2 separate regions of the Sus scrofa genome follow, and region 1 is linked to region 2. Evidence: chromatin contacts called from public Hi-C data. All regions are on one chromosome and are shown on one strand. The core of a region is the stretch at or near the end of the contact, and the rest is flanking DNA. Distances in the headings are between cores, read along the strand shown.

Evidence for each region. A called contact is a pair of places that touch in the nucleus more often than the background predicts.
Region 1: a Hi-C map of retroperitoneal adipose tissue shows a contact between it and region 2, with 2.6 times the contacts expected there. The contact joins two enhancer-like sites. A contact is called at or near these places in 2 of 5 promoter capture datasets (fetal skeletal muscle and liver), 24 of 47 Hi-C or Micro-C datasets (adipose tissue, alveolar macrophages, blood and 14 more) and 2 of 2 datasets of contacts at active chromatin or transcription factors (alveolar macrophages and skeletal muscle).

The regions. Positions count from the first base shown.
Region 1 is chr1:147,804,551-147,810,934 of Sscrofa11.1, reverse strand. LOC106509046 (a long non-coding RNA gene) reads left to right here. Exons shown (of 4, transcript XR_001306261.2): 4 at 3,255-6,288. Among named protein-coding and RNA genes, the nearest start is that of ZNF236, 26 kb to the right of the region's middle. Within about 2 kb of position 1,329, at least 13 of the 83 cell types and tissues checked have an H3K27ac peak or open chromatin away from gene starts, as enhancers often do. A contact at or near this core is called in adipose tissue, mesenteric adipose tissue, retroperitoneal adipose tissue and 2 more, where this site is marked.
Region 2 is chr1:147,672,434-147,678,698 of Sscrofa11.1, reverse strand. It overlaps MBP (myelin basic protein), which reads right to left. Exons shown (of 7, transcript NM_001001546.2): 3 at 6,119-6,226; 4 at 4,658-4,693; 5 at 4,217-4,249; 6 at 131-253. Among named protein-coding and RNA genes, the nearest start is that of MBP, 26 kb to the right of the region's middle. Within about 2 kb of position 2,593, at least 17 of the 83 cell types and tissues checked have an H3K27ac peak or open chromatin away from gene starts, as enhancers often do. A contact at or near this core is called in adipose tissue, mesenteric adipose tissue, retroperitoneal adipose tissue and 2 more, where this site is marked.

The DNA.
Region 1 (6,384 bases), core at 80-2,579, 130 kb before region 2:
GGTTCTGCAGAGAAGAGCCCACAGGTCTTCCGTGAGGGGTGGGATGGGGAAGAATTGGGTGAGGAGTTGTTGGTCCACAAGTTGAACGAGCAGGACTGGGGGTTCCTGTGAACCAGCCTGTTTTCAGGGTTAGCCTTTGACATCCTTGCCGAGGTAGACACTAAGGATTTCACACGCCAAGGGCTTCCTGTCAGCTTCCCATTCAGCAGCCGATGTTGAAATTTTTTCCACTTATCAAGACAAGGACCTTCATTCACTTACTTTCCATCTCCCAGCTGTATCATCACTTTATTGTTTCTGTTTGCTTTGTTCTCATGAGTTTATAACTTTTTCCCCTTTATGGTCATTTTGGTAGGACTTGAGGAGGAGGCTGCCAAAGCATCATGTGTTTTGCATGTTGACAGAGGCCCTGGGGAGAATGGGGTTGGGGGAGGAGACATTTCAAAAGAAAAGAAAACAAAATGGGAAAGAAAAGAGGGCAGAGGCCAGGAAGGAAAACATTTGCTTTTGGTTTTCCCCCCCTAAACAGAGAAATGAAACATTGAAGCCTCTCTTAAGTTAACCTTCATTCTCCTTCCATTTTTTGAAAAAAGTAAGAAATAAGATAATAAACAGCATTGAGAAATATATTTTGCATTACAGATGGGGGCTGACATATACAGAGAGGTTTCTCTAACTCACTCTCTCCATGTTTGCGCTCAGAGAAAGCCAAAAAACTTGAACCACACGCAACATGTGACCTGCGGAGACCATTGCTTCTGACAGTAGTTCTGTTTCTGACAATATCGCAGTCTCCTTTTTTTTTTTTTCCCCTTCTTCCCCGTGAAATGCTCCAGCAGGAATCGCGCTGAGATGGGATGCAAAGTAAGCCTGGCTTGCGAATGACATAAGCGTGGGTCACTGCAATCATCTGCAAGGTGGCCTTATTATTCCGGCTGTTCCGAGGGAACACAGTGGTTTCCTCTGAAAGGTTCCCAAATCAGGATTTAATGTCATGATGACTAATTTTATACAGTTAAAATGCCATGGGGGCTCTTTCAGAGTTCAATAATTGAGTTTCAAAGTTCTGCTCTTTAGAGAAAGAAGAAAAAATACTCACGTTCTAGAAACCAAAGCGCAGCATCACATCACCCCCCACGTCTTCCTTTCACCCGTCACACATGTGCATACACACACATACACACACGCAGGCTTGTACAAAGTTCTGCTACCTGACGTGTCGGCAAACAAACTTAAGGTGTCAGTGTGTCTGAAACTGGCTGTGGAGGAAAACTGCAGCCGGGAGCTGGAAACCCAACTTCCTGAGGTGAGGTGATGAGGGTGGAGGAGGTGGGCAGCCCGGTGGGAGCTGCCTGCTGTGTCCTCCTGGCTCCTGGTGCCATGCCTGATCAGGGTCCCTCATTGTCAGGGGTGTCAGCAGGCTGTTTTCGGGGCGGGAGATGGGGGAGGGTGAAGGCAGGGACAAGCTCATTCAGGCTTCAAGCCCAAACCCACCCGCTTGTTATCAGATGTGATCACTGAAAACGAGCTCCGCAGCTTGCTTGAGGTCACCCTAGAAAGCAGTGGAGCAAGGCCCCAAGCCCAGCAGGGTGGCTTTTGGCCCCCAGAGGACCCTAGTGACAGCCCCAGGCGGAAAGGCAGGGGACCACCATGCTTGACTTCCTCTAGGGCAGACGAAGGAGGATGCAGGACTGCAGAGGATCCCAAGTGGGGCACCTGATGGCCCCGCAACGTGGAGGCCCCCAGGGACGCAGCCTGCTCACAGGCCCTCCGTCTGTGCAGCTAAGCAGCGGCATCTTTGTTGACACACACATTGCGGATCTGTGGCCCCACCTGCACGGTGGGAGGCTGGGCTGGATCACCTCTGAGATCCCTGTTGGCTTAAGCTTCTGTAACTCACATGCTTATCATCTTTGGACTTTGTTGTGATCTATTGCTCTTTTAAATTATTTTCTATGAAAAACGATACAGACTTTGGGGAGTTCCTGTCATGGCTCAGCAGTAAGGAACCCAACTAGTTTCCACGGGGATTGTGGGTTTGATCCCTGGCCTCTCTCAGTGGGTTAAGGATCTGGTGTTGCCATGAGCTGTGGTGTAGATCACAGACACAGCTCAGATCCTGCGTTGCTGTAGCTTTGGTGTAGGCTGGCAGCTATAGCTCCAATTCAGTCCCTAGCCTGAGAACTTCCATATGCCACAGGCACAGCCCTAAAAAAGAAAAAAAAAGAAGAAAAAAAAAAAAAAAAAGAAAAGAACACAGGCTTTTTTAAAGAGAGAAAATGCAGTCAGATCTCAGGTTATAGAAGTTACAGAAAGTTTTCTACCTGGGCTTCGTTAATATACCAAATAGTCAAATATTAGATCCTTATCAGATATGTGACTTGCACATACTTCTCCCATTCTCTAGGTTGGTTTCTCATTTCCTTGGTATTGTCCTTTGATGCACAAATGTTTTAATTTTGGCTGGGTCCAGTTTATATGTTGTTTTCTTTTGTTGCTGATGCTTTTGGTTTCATAGCTAAGAATCTGTTGGGATTCTGACAGGGACCGCATTGAATATCCCGTCACTCTAGTGGTGTTGACATCAGAACATATCTTGACAGTTGTAAGGCTTTCAGTCCCCCTGCTTTTTGCAACACTGGTAAATCCTTTTTACTCAGATTTCAGTGCTTGCCTGTCTTCTGTTTTAACTCTTTGCATAGTCCTCACTGCCATGCAGTACTTCCCTTCCTTACTTGCATTTCCAGCTGCTTCTGCCCTGTCCTTGTCCATTAGAATGAAAGCTCCCTGATAGCTGGGCTGTGCCTGTTTGCTCGCTGCTTCATCTTGGCATCTGGAATCATGCCAGCACCTGGAAGGTCTGGAAGAAATATTCATAATGATGAATGAATGAGTGAACAAATGAAAACTGGCTGGGCAAACAGAGCAGGTTTGCCAGGGAGTGAAGCTGGAGTGTTACTCTCTCCTGTGGAAGTGACAGCAGTGGGGCCTTGAGCTCCTGACATGCAAATGCTCTGCAGACAAACTTTCTCTCCTACAGCCCTGAGCTTGCTGAATGGGTTCACCTTCAAGCATTAGCTGTAAGAAAGCAGGCAGAACTGAGATCTGTGGTTGTTAAGAATTCCTGAAAGGCACCTGATCGTTCTTGCATTTACATTTCCTTCCATTTTGTTCTAAATTGTGTTTTAGCCATCAATCTGTTGATGCTACTAAAAGCCGAATGAAGCGAAAGGTCTGTTTCTTCCTTACTCTAGAGTCCCTGTGGGAAGATGAGCTGCTTGAATCAAGAGGTTGTAACCAGAGCTCCTTGCCCTCCAGCATGGCCTCACCCGGCTGCCTGCACAGAGTCCACCTGGTCTTCCACCCATTGGCATTGGTACCAAATGCCTGTCTCCATGCTGTTCCTCCTCTCACTGATGCCTCATGGGGCAGGGACAGAGCATCCCAGACCGCCCCCTAGTCAGGTAGGTGTTGTGTCACACAGGACGTGGGCAACAACAGCACAGGCCACAGAAGGCCTGGTGATGGAGCCAGAGTGCAACTGAGACCAATGTTTCAGGGGTCTTTGAACCTGGACCAGATCTTCCCACACAGAGCAGAGGATCTCAGCTGCTCACGTGTGAGCACAAAGCAGAGGCACAAAAGGCAGAGGAGCAGGTGAGGTGCCTGTTTTGAGCTCCAGAACAGAAGCCGCCTCCAAAGTGCAGGAGTCTTACAAGAAGGAAGAAACAGGCACGTGCCCCAGACCCCTTTGGGAGCCCTGCAAACCCCCGAGAGTGATTCGGGTGGATGGCAGTTTCAGATCCTCTCTGCTCTTGTTTACTCTTGCTTGGAAGATAAGATAAAATGTACAAGTATACAAATAGGTCCAGAGTCAGAAAGGTGCTGGAACACATGGGTACCTGCGGAACCCAATTTTGTGGTGGCCACAGAGAGCTGGGCGTTCCTGGAGTTGGAGGGTCTGAACAGCAGCAATAGACCTGTTGAGGGCAGGTTGGGTGCTGTTTAGACTCTCAGGTTCGTGTTCGGCTGCGTTCCCAGGTCCGCCCCCAGCATACTGATTACTGTGCCTCTGCGCTGCTGGCACCCCGGCACTGGCAGAATGGCTCCCCACTGCCTGCTTCCATGGCATCCTCAGCCCTACCCACCCCTTGGGGGTCTTCTCCAGAGAGATCATGTCTCTTGGGACTGGATTCAAATAATCAGAGAAAACCATTTTCTTTACTGTCTTGTTCCATTACACAGTCAATATAAGAAGGAGACATGAGATGGAGAGGCTATTTTGACCCGAGGGGAAAAGGAACTGCCCATAGTGACTAATTCCATTCCTGGCAGCCAACAGGTGTCCCTGGCAGCCAATGGGTGCCCCTTTTAAAAATGTGGTCCTGTCTCCATGGCAGCAACAGTGTGCAATATCTTCCCTGTCTATAAACACGCCTTGGGTTTATTTGAAAAATAACAAATATCTCTTTATTTGGTTTAACCAAATATCTCTTTAATAAGATGTTATAGACTGATTTGGGTAGAAATGAAAATGCATGGCTTTCTCTTTAAAGGGGGTCATGTGTTGACCCCCAGGGAGGCCGAGCATCTACCCCGAGCATCTGCCCTTGCCTTTCTCTCCTGTTCTTCTCTGTGCTCCGTCGACCCACCTGTCCTGTTGACCTTGGGCCTCCTTTGATTGTTAACAAGTGGAGACTCCAGTTAAACATCATGTGGGCAAAGACGCCTTTGCAGGATCTTTCTATAGGCACTAACTATGACTTGGGAGGATTCATGATTCATTGACTTGAACCCAGTGCACAAATTGTTCTTTTCTGGATGTATAACTGGAACATTGTCCTCAAACTCCAAGAGGAAAATGCTTCTGATATAAAGATGGAAATGAGAAATGGGCTTCTAACCAGAACATCATGAGAGCTCGTGCTGCACGTGGATCTGGACACAATGGGAGCCTTTCACTCTGCAGGGCAGTCGAAATGTCAAATAATTCTTGAAGCATAATGTGTGGCTTGTTAATCCCTGCCAACGTCTTATTGCTCTTTGTGTGCTGAAGAAGTTGCGATTGGAGCAGAGTGACAGTGAGAAGGGACATTTGTCAAGACCTCCCCCCACATTTGCCCCACAGCACCCAGAGCCTGCCGGGCACGGACGCCCCCGCCCAGCATCCTCCAGCAGTGAGAGATGCTCCACCAAGTTCACAATCAGAGACGGTGAAGTGCTTTGAACGAGTTACTGATGAATCACTATAGTGATGTCCTCTTGATTAATATTTAAAATACTCATCCAGATCAATAAGAAGGCAGCCCACTGAGTCTACTCCAACAGAAGAATGCACAGAGATCTCAGCAAGTATTCACAGGAGAAAAATGGAAAAGGACAGTGAACAAATGGAAAAAGCCCAGCCCCACAGGTTGCTAAAGAAACGTGAAACAAAAACATGGCAATGCTCACCTTTGCGGGCTGTGCAAGATGGCAAGAATTTTTCTCCCCTAAATGGTCATGCTTTGCGTTTCTGAAGATGTTGGAGGCAGCACAGGGCTGTGCTACTGCTGGGCACATTATGTGGGCTGTGCTTTCTGCTGAGAGATTCACACTCATCTGTGCAGAGCCTGGCTCCGCGTAGTCTCATCCACCTCACTCTCACCCTTGGCCGACACATGAGCAAGGGTGAGAAGCACATTTACCTATCACTGTGCTTTCCAGGAGGTGAAAGCTGAGAAATAACCCAGAGGCCAGGCCAGGACTCCCAAAGGTTGCAGGCACCTTAGTCTCTCCCCGCTTCTGCCCACAGGAGTGAGACTCAGTTGTGTTTATAGTTATTTTTTTCCTTACTGGATTTGTGTGCACCAAACTGAATGAATCATTATCCTGGATTCATGTGTGGTGCTTTTATAAGCTTGTGCCTTTGTAAAAATATCGTGAGCACTTATAAGCCGACCACTGAACATGAATGAATGCTTGAACTTGGCAGTGACTGTATCTGTGTGAGTCCCTCCCTGCCGACCAAGGTCCTGCCGCCTCCTGGCTGGCCTGACCTGTTTCTTCTTCCTGTGCTCCTCTTTACATCACATCACATCACATTATCCTATATATGTACAAATATGTGTTCCAGGAAGATCTCTAACTTGGCGAAAAGAGCATCGTGCTCATGACATCTTTGACGCTTGTTTTACTCCCTGAATATTTGCCATGGGAACCCATCTGTATTCTTGTATGTGGCTATAATGTCTTCGTCTTCACTGCTTCTATTTTCTTTTTTGAAATTTTATTTCTGTTTTTTTTTTTTTTTTTTTTTTTTTTATGGCTGCATCCATGGCATATGGAAGTTCCCAGGCCAGGAACTGAATCTGAGCTGCAGCTGCCAAGAACTTTGCCATGGCT
Region 2 (6,265 bases), core at 1,344-3,843:
ACAGTGACTGCTCTGGCAGTGCCTGGAGAAATGCTTGCTCTGAACAACTTGGAGGAGGACCGGCTAAGAAGCAGCTGGTGGACAAACTAGAGGCTGCCCTGGACCCTCCCCCATCGGGAAGGTACATTACCAGCTTGAAGATTTTGGAAAGTGTGCCCTGGGCGTCCTGGGCCCCCTTGAGTCCCTTGTGAGCCGGTTTGTAGTCAGGAGCTCTGCCTCCGTAGCCGAATCCCGGCTTCTGGCCCTCGGCGCCCTGCAAGAAAAGAGGGCACCTCTCAGTCAGTGCCCAAGTGATGCCCCATGCCCATCATGCTGGCCCAACCTGGGCAGCTGCCTCTGGAAGATCAAACCTCCCCTGCAGCAGCCACTTCCCCTCTCCATGCTGTGTGGGTTTCAACAGCAGATTAGCCAACATCTCTCAAAACAAGGTCAAGAACTTTGGCCCAAAACATGCCCAGAGGAAGGGGAGCCCTAGACATGCTGGGAGAGTGTGTGCAAAGCCTGGTCCCCAAGGGAAGCCAAGTGCCCCGCCCTGGGTCTCCTTTGGCCCTTCGAACCGTTGGCTCTCACCTGCTGCCTGGAGACACCAGCAGCCTTTGCACTTGGTGAAATGTGAGGCTCATACCTTCCAACATGCAAAGACCAACCTCCCAGTTCCTTGGCCTGGAGCCTCTCCTGAGGACAGACAGGACCAGCTCCCCTGGCCTTGGTGTGGGAGTCCTGAATGTGGATGGTAGCCTGGGGCCAGGGTTCTTCCTGGAGCCTGGGCTGGGAGCCAGTCGTGATAGAGGGAAGGGGGCAGGTCCCAGCTGAGAAGCCATGTCTCCCAGGCTGCGCACCAAAGCGTAGCCCCAGAGCCAGCAACTTGGCAGGTCTCCACCACTCCCAGGCTGTGTGACCTCAGACAAGTGTCAGAACCTCTCTGAGTTTCAGCCTCCTCTTGCATAAAATGGGGATAATGGATGCTCTGCTCTGAGGATGGAGCTTGTAGCTCTGAACTTCCGAGCTTGCCAGGATTAAGGAAGATGGCCTCCCAGACAGACCGGCAGCCCCCACCCCTGCCTCCAGCTACGCCAGAAGCCCCCGCTCACTTCAGGGAAGATGAAGAGAGCTGCCTTTACGGCACATGGCAATGGCAGTGATCACCGAAATGTAAAAACCTATGTGTCTCTAGGACCAGCTTGCGTTCTAATATCCTTTAGCTTCAGAGGGGAGCTTGTACTGTGAACAAGAGAGAGGAACAGGGGAAAGTCCAGGTGTTCAGTCATGACGGATGTCAGCATTGGGGGTAAAACGTGTCCAGCTGTGGGTGCCATGTCCGTCAGGGGCCAAACAGGCAGCTCAAGGCATCAGCACAGGACCTCATGGATCTCTATGCTCCGAGACTCATTTTACATTTTGCCAGCAAGAGGTGGGAGGCTCTTTACATGTGCCGCTCCTGAGAATTTTAGAAACAAAGTAAAACCATCTCCTGATCCAAACCCCAGACCCCTTTGCCTCAGCCCACAGTCCTTTTAAGTTTCCCGAGTGTGTTTTAGGGTTCAAGAAACCATCGAACCCATCGCTCTAGTTTAGAGGTGTTGGAAATGGGTTCTAGAAGGTTCAGGATTCAGAGTTCCCACCGTGGCTCAAGTGGGTTACGAACCTGAGTAGCAACCATGAGGATGCAAGTTCAATCCCTGGGCTCACTCAGTGAGTTAAGGATCCAGCATTGCCGTGAGCTGTGGTGTAGGTCGTAGATGTGGCTCAGATCCTGCGTAGGCCAGCAGTTACAGCTCTGATTCAACCTCTAGCCTGGGAACTTCCTTATGCTGTGGGTGTGGCCCTAAAAAGAAAGCGAAGAAGTTTCAAAATTCTTCTGGTTCACTAGTTCACCTATCTCAGGTTTGGACTGAGGCTGGACCAGGGCCATCTGTCAAGACACTGCCCCTCCATCACCCCAACCCCCAGACACTGGCCACTCAGAGGCAGCTACTGTCATGTGAAGGTTTTGTTTCAGGGGTTATCACGTGCATAAGGGACAGAGCAGGGAAGATGCAGGACTGCATATGAGATGAACCCAGAGCTGCCCTTGAACCCTAGGGGCTCCCACGGACATGGTCCCTCCGTGGTGGTACATGGAGGGACAGGTGACAGGTAAAGAGGGCTGTGCCAAAGGACAGACGTGAGATGGTGGAAATCCATGCTTTCCCGAGCAAGTGCTAAGCCATTCTCTAACTCCGTTGTTTTTCTCCAAAAGTAAAGAGCTTCTGAGAATTAAATTCAAAGATTGGCTTTCAGATTAGTAATCTGTTTAACTGTTCTCCTTTCAAATTCTCGGTCACTTCTATCTTTGAGCAACCTAGAATTTACCAGAAAACATACACCATAGTTTAGAAAACTGGTGGCAGTTTCAGAAACTCCAAACGGGCAGACGGTCCTGCAGTTCTAGGAAACAGACACTAACTAGCTCTCGGGACACAGAGAAGGATTTTGCTTTGGGAAAAAGAGAAATTTCAGACGGATTAGTGGGACCCCAAGTGGAGAAACGAAGGAGAAGCAGGCAAAGGCCGGGCTGTTAGCTGCTGAGGCTGAGGTGGCCTTTAAGGACAGGAGGAAAAGCGTCTCTCAACCCTCCCCTCGCTGCCCAGTCTGTGATGACTGTGCCCTGGGTCCATGCCTAGAAGGCTTGGTCAGGCGATTATGAAAATAAGATTTCTGGGTCAAAAATGGATTTCATTCTTCAATATCATCTTTGTTACCTGCTGGCAAAGAAAGTCAGTAATTAATTGGCTGTGAGTGCTGGACTGTGTCAATGTCCCACAGGTTTGTCACCTTTTAGCAAACCCATTAGATCAGAAAAAGGCTCAGGAATATTTGGACAAAATGTTCCAGCAAATATCTCAGTACGTAATCCAGTGTAATGATGTGTTGGAGCAGTTCATGGAATCTTTCTTCTGCCTTTTCTCTGGGGGCAGCTCTCTTCCTCTCCCTTCCTCTCTCCTCCCTCTCCCTCCCCCTTCCCTTTCCCCTACCCTGTCCTCCCCCTTCTCCCCCCGCCCACCGCCTCCTTCCCTTCCTTCCTTCTTTCTTTTTCTTTTTTTCTAAATTCATTCATTCTATGAATCTTTTTTATATTAAAATTTTTTTAAAATATATTTTTAATGATTTTTTTTTTTCTTTTTAGGGCCGCACCTGTGGCATATAGAGGTTCCCAGGCTAGGGGTTGAGTCGGAGCTGTAACTGCTGGCCTACACCACAGCCACAGCAACGGGGGATCCAAGCCATGTCTGTGACCCACACCATCGCTCACAGCAATGCTGGATCCTTAACCCACTGAGCGAGCCCAGGGATTGAACCCACAACCTGATGGATACTAGTTGGGTTCATTAACCACTAAGCCAAGATGGGTACTCCTATTTTTAATGATTATTAATTGACCATCAAGTACACATAGGCTCTGTTCCAGAGAGTAAGGACCTTGTGATTCCAAGGATACTGGAGGGTGCATCTCTATAAAGATGCTGTGTCTCTATGACAGACACAGTTCCTGGCCTACACGTTAGTGGTTCTATTTTTATTCTGGAAATTTTATAAAGTAAGAACCATATCTGATACTTACTAGTAACTATGGGCAATAGAATTGGTTAAAGTACAGGTAGGCAGTTTAAGGTGGCTCAGACACCAAATTTTACTGGAAATTCAACAAATCGGCTGTTTAAAGTCTTCATGGACACGTTGTTCTCAGAAATTCCTAGAAAAGTTTTCCTAGCTGGCTTGGTAGCTAAGCTTTCAGTTTTACTAAATCGACACAGAACTCTTTCAGGTAACGTGGGTTATTGTAAACCAAATAACTTCATTTAGTGTCTTTTGCCCTTGTCTGTGGCCTCATTTTTCCTCAAGGAAATGTCAGCCTCTGAGGGGAGGGCTGGCTGTTGGGGACCACATGACTAGCTTTTCTCATCTGTTGCTTTGACAGGAAACCAGGCATTTCCTCAAACGTGGAGTCACCCCATCTCCTGGGAGGAGCTTTTGGTGTTGCCTGGGGCGGGGGCGGGGGGTGGGGGCTGGGAAGCAGAGAGGGGACAGTGCAGGAGGGAGCACCAGCCGCGGGCCAGCTGGTGAGATGGGGAAGAAAGTGGGCCCATGAGCAACTGAAACAGAGCAGAACAGAAAAGTCGAGTGCCTGTGAGGAGGGAAGCAGAGGCAGCGGGATGGACATGCGTTTGTCACCTACCCAGCTAAATCTGCTGAGGGACAGTCCTCGCCCCTGTGTGAGGAAAAGAAAGAAAGAGTGACATGGAGGCCAGTGCAGGGAAACATCTTCTTTCAATAAAACAGGAGACACAATCAAAACAACACAGTGCTGAGATGCAAAGAGCTTTTGTCACGTGTACCATGTCCCTGTGGGTGGCCGTGGCCACCTGGAGCTGCCCAGAGATTGCTGATCAGGTTTGAGGGGAAAGAGCAGGAATGATGCATGCTGTCTCTGCACCTGCCGGTGGGAAGGGATGCCATGCACATGTCAGCCTGTTCTTGTGAGATCCACGTGGAAAACACTGGGGGAGGAAGTCATTTCGTCATTTGGGATGAGTCCAGCCCTTTTTGGTACATTTAGGGGTTTCTGGGAAGGTCTATAAATAAAGTGACACTGACTCGAAGCATTCAGAGGTCTTACCTTCCCTTGAGATGGGGGAGGTGTGCGAGGCGTCACCTGCAAAGACACAGGAGAGTGGTGAGCCTGGTGAACTGGTGGGGGGGGTCCCCTCCTTGAGAGCAGCCCTGACCCTCCTGGTGAGACCCCCCCCTTGTTGCTAGGTCCCAGCTAGCTCCTGTTTGCCGAGAGCGTCTAGGATCTATCGCTGTAAGAAGTCACCCACTCAGTCCCTGCCTGGCTCCCCATCCTGTCCTAGGTGAGTGAGAAATAGAGGATTTGAGAAGTTGAAAGTCTCCAGAGCCACTCAGGTCTTCGGGAACATGCAGAAAGTGTGTGAGAGGATGGCAAACACACTCTACAGCCAGGGAGGCCGCCTGTGACACGCCCATCCCACATGGATGGAGACTGTGACGGTTACCTCGGTCCTTTCTGGAGTTGGCAGTAAAGTGTCTGAGACTCGGAGCCTCGAAAGGAATGCTCTCAGGGTGTGACTCCTAAAACTCCCTCATCACCGTGACCATATCAAATTTAATGCTGGCTGCACAGAAAGTTTATAATTAGAGCCTTTGGTTTTGCTTTTGTCTTTAAGACTTTGTTTTTTAGGAGTTCCCGTCGTGGCGCAGTGGTTAACGAATCCGACTAGGAACCATGAGGTTGCGGTTCGATCCCTGGCCCTTGCTCAGTGGGTTAAGGATCCAGCGTTGCCGTGAGCTGTGTTGTAGGTCGCAGACTTGGCTCGGATCCCGCGTTGCTGTGGCTCCGGTGTAGGCCGGTGGCTACAGCTCCGATTCCACCCCTAGCCTGGGAACCTCTACATGCTGTGGGAGCAGCCCTAGAAAAGGCAAAAAGACAAAAAGAAAAAAAAAAAAAGACTTTGTTTTTTAGAGGCATTTCAGGTCTCTAGAAAAAATTGTGCAGAAACTGCAGATAATCCTCATGACCCCTCTGCTTGAGCTCGGTTCCCCTGTTACCACCCTGGCTTTCTTGTGGTCTGTTTGTGGCTGATGCGCCATTATCCACTAAAGCCCACGGTTAACATAGGGCTTCACCCTGTGCTATACATCTATGGATTCTGACAAATGTACGAGTGTATCAGCCATCGCAGTGTCCTCCAGAGAGCTTCACTGCCTCCAAGTTCAAGTGCCCCACGCCCCCGACCTGCGTCCTGTCTCCAGAGTGTAAACTTGTACTCTTAAACCATGCATCTCACAGTAGTTCAGTCTCAGAGGAGTGACTTCTCCGGTAACACACAAAGGTCACTTCCCACCTTGGGACCAAGGGCTGGTCTGAGCTTTGAAGCCAGCCTTGCCCTGGGAAGGAGGGAGGCATCACCTGGGGACAGACTCAGAGCCCCATGGATCAGAACTCAGTGTCACTTAGAGACAGACTCAGAGCTGTGACCTGGGGGCAGGGCCGGGGGCCCTCTCACCCCACCACCTTGACCCCCCGGCCTGCCAGGCACCGCGGGAAAGGCACACTCACGATGTTCTTGAAGAAATGCACTACAGGGTTTTCATCCTGGGGCCGGCCGTGCTGTGCCTTCTGGGGCAGGGAGCCGTAGTGGGTGGTCCTGGCCGCGTGGTGTCCATCCTGAAAGAAAGGGCATGGTGTTCTCAGGCCAGGCCACCT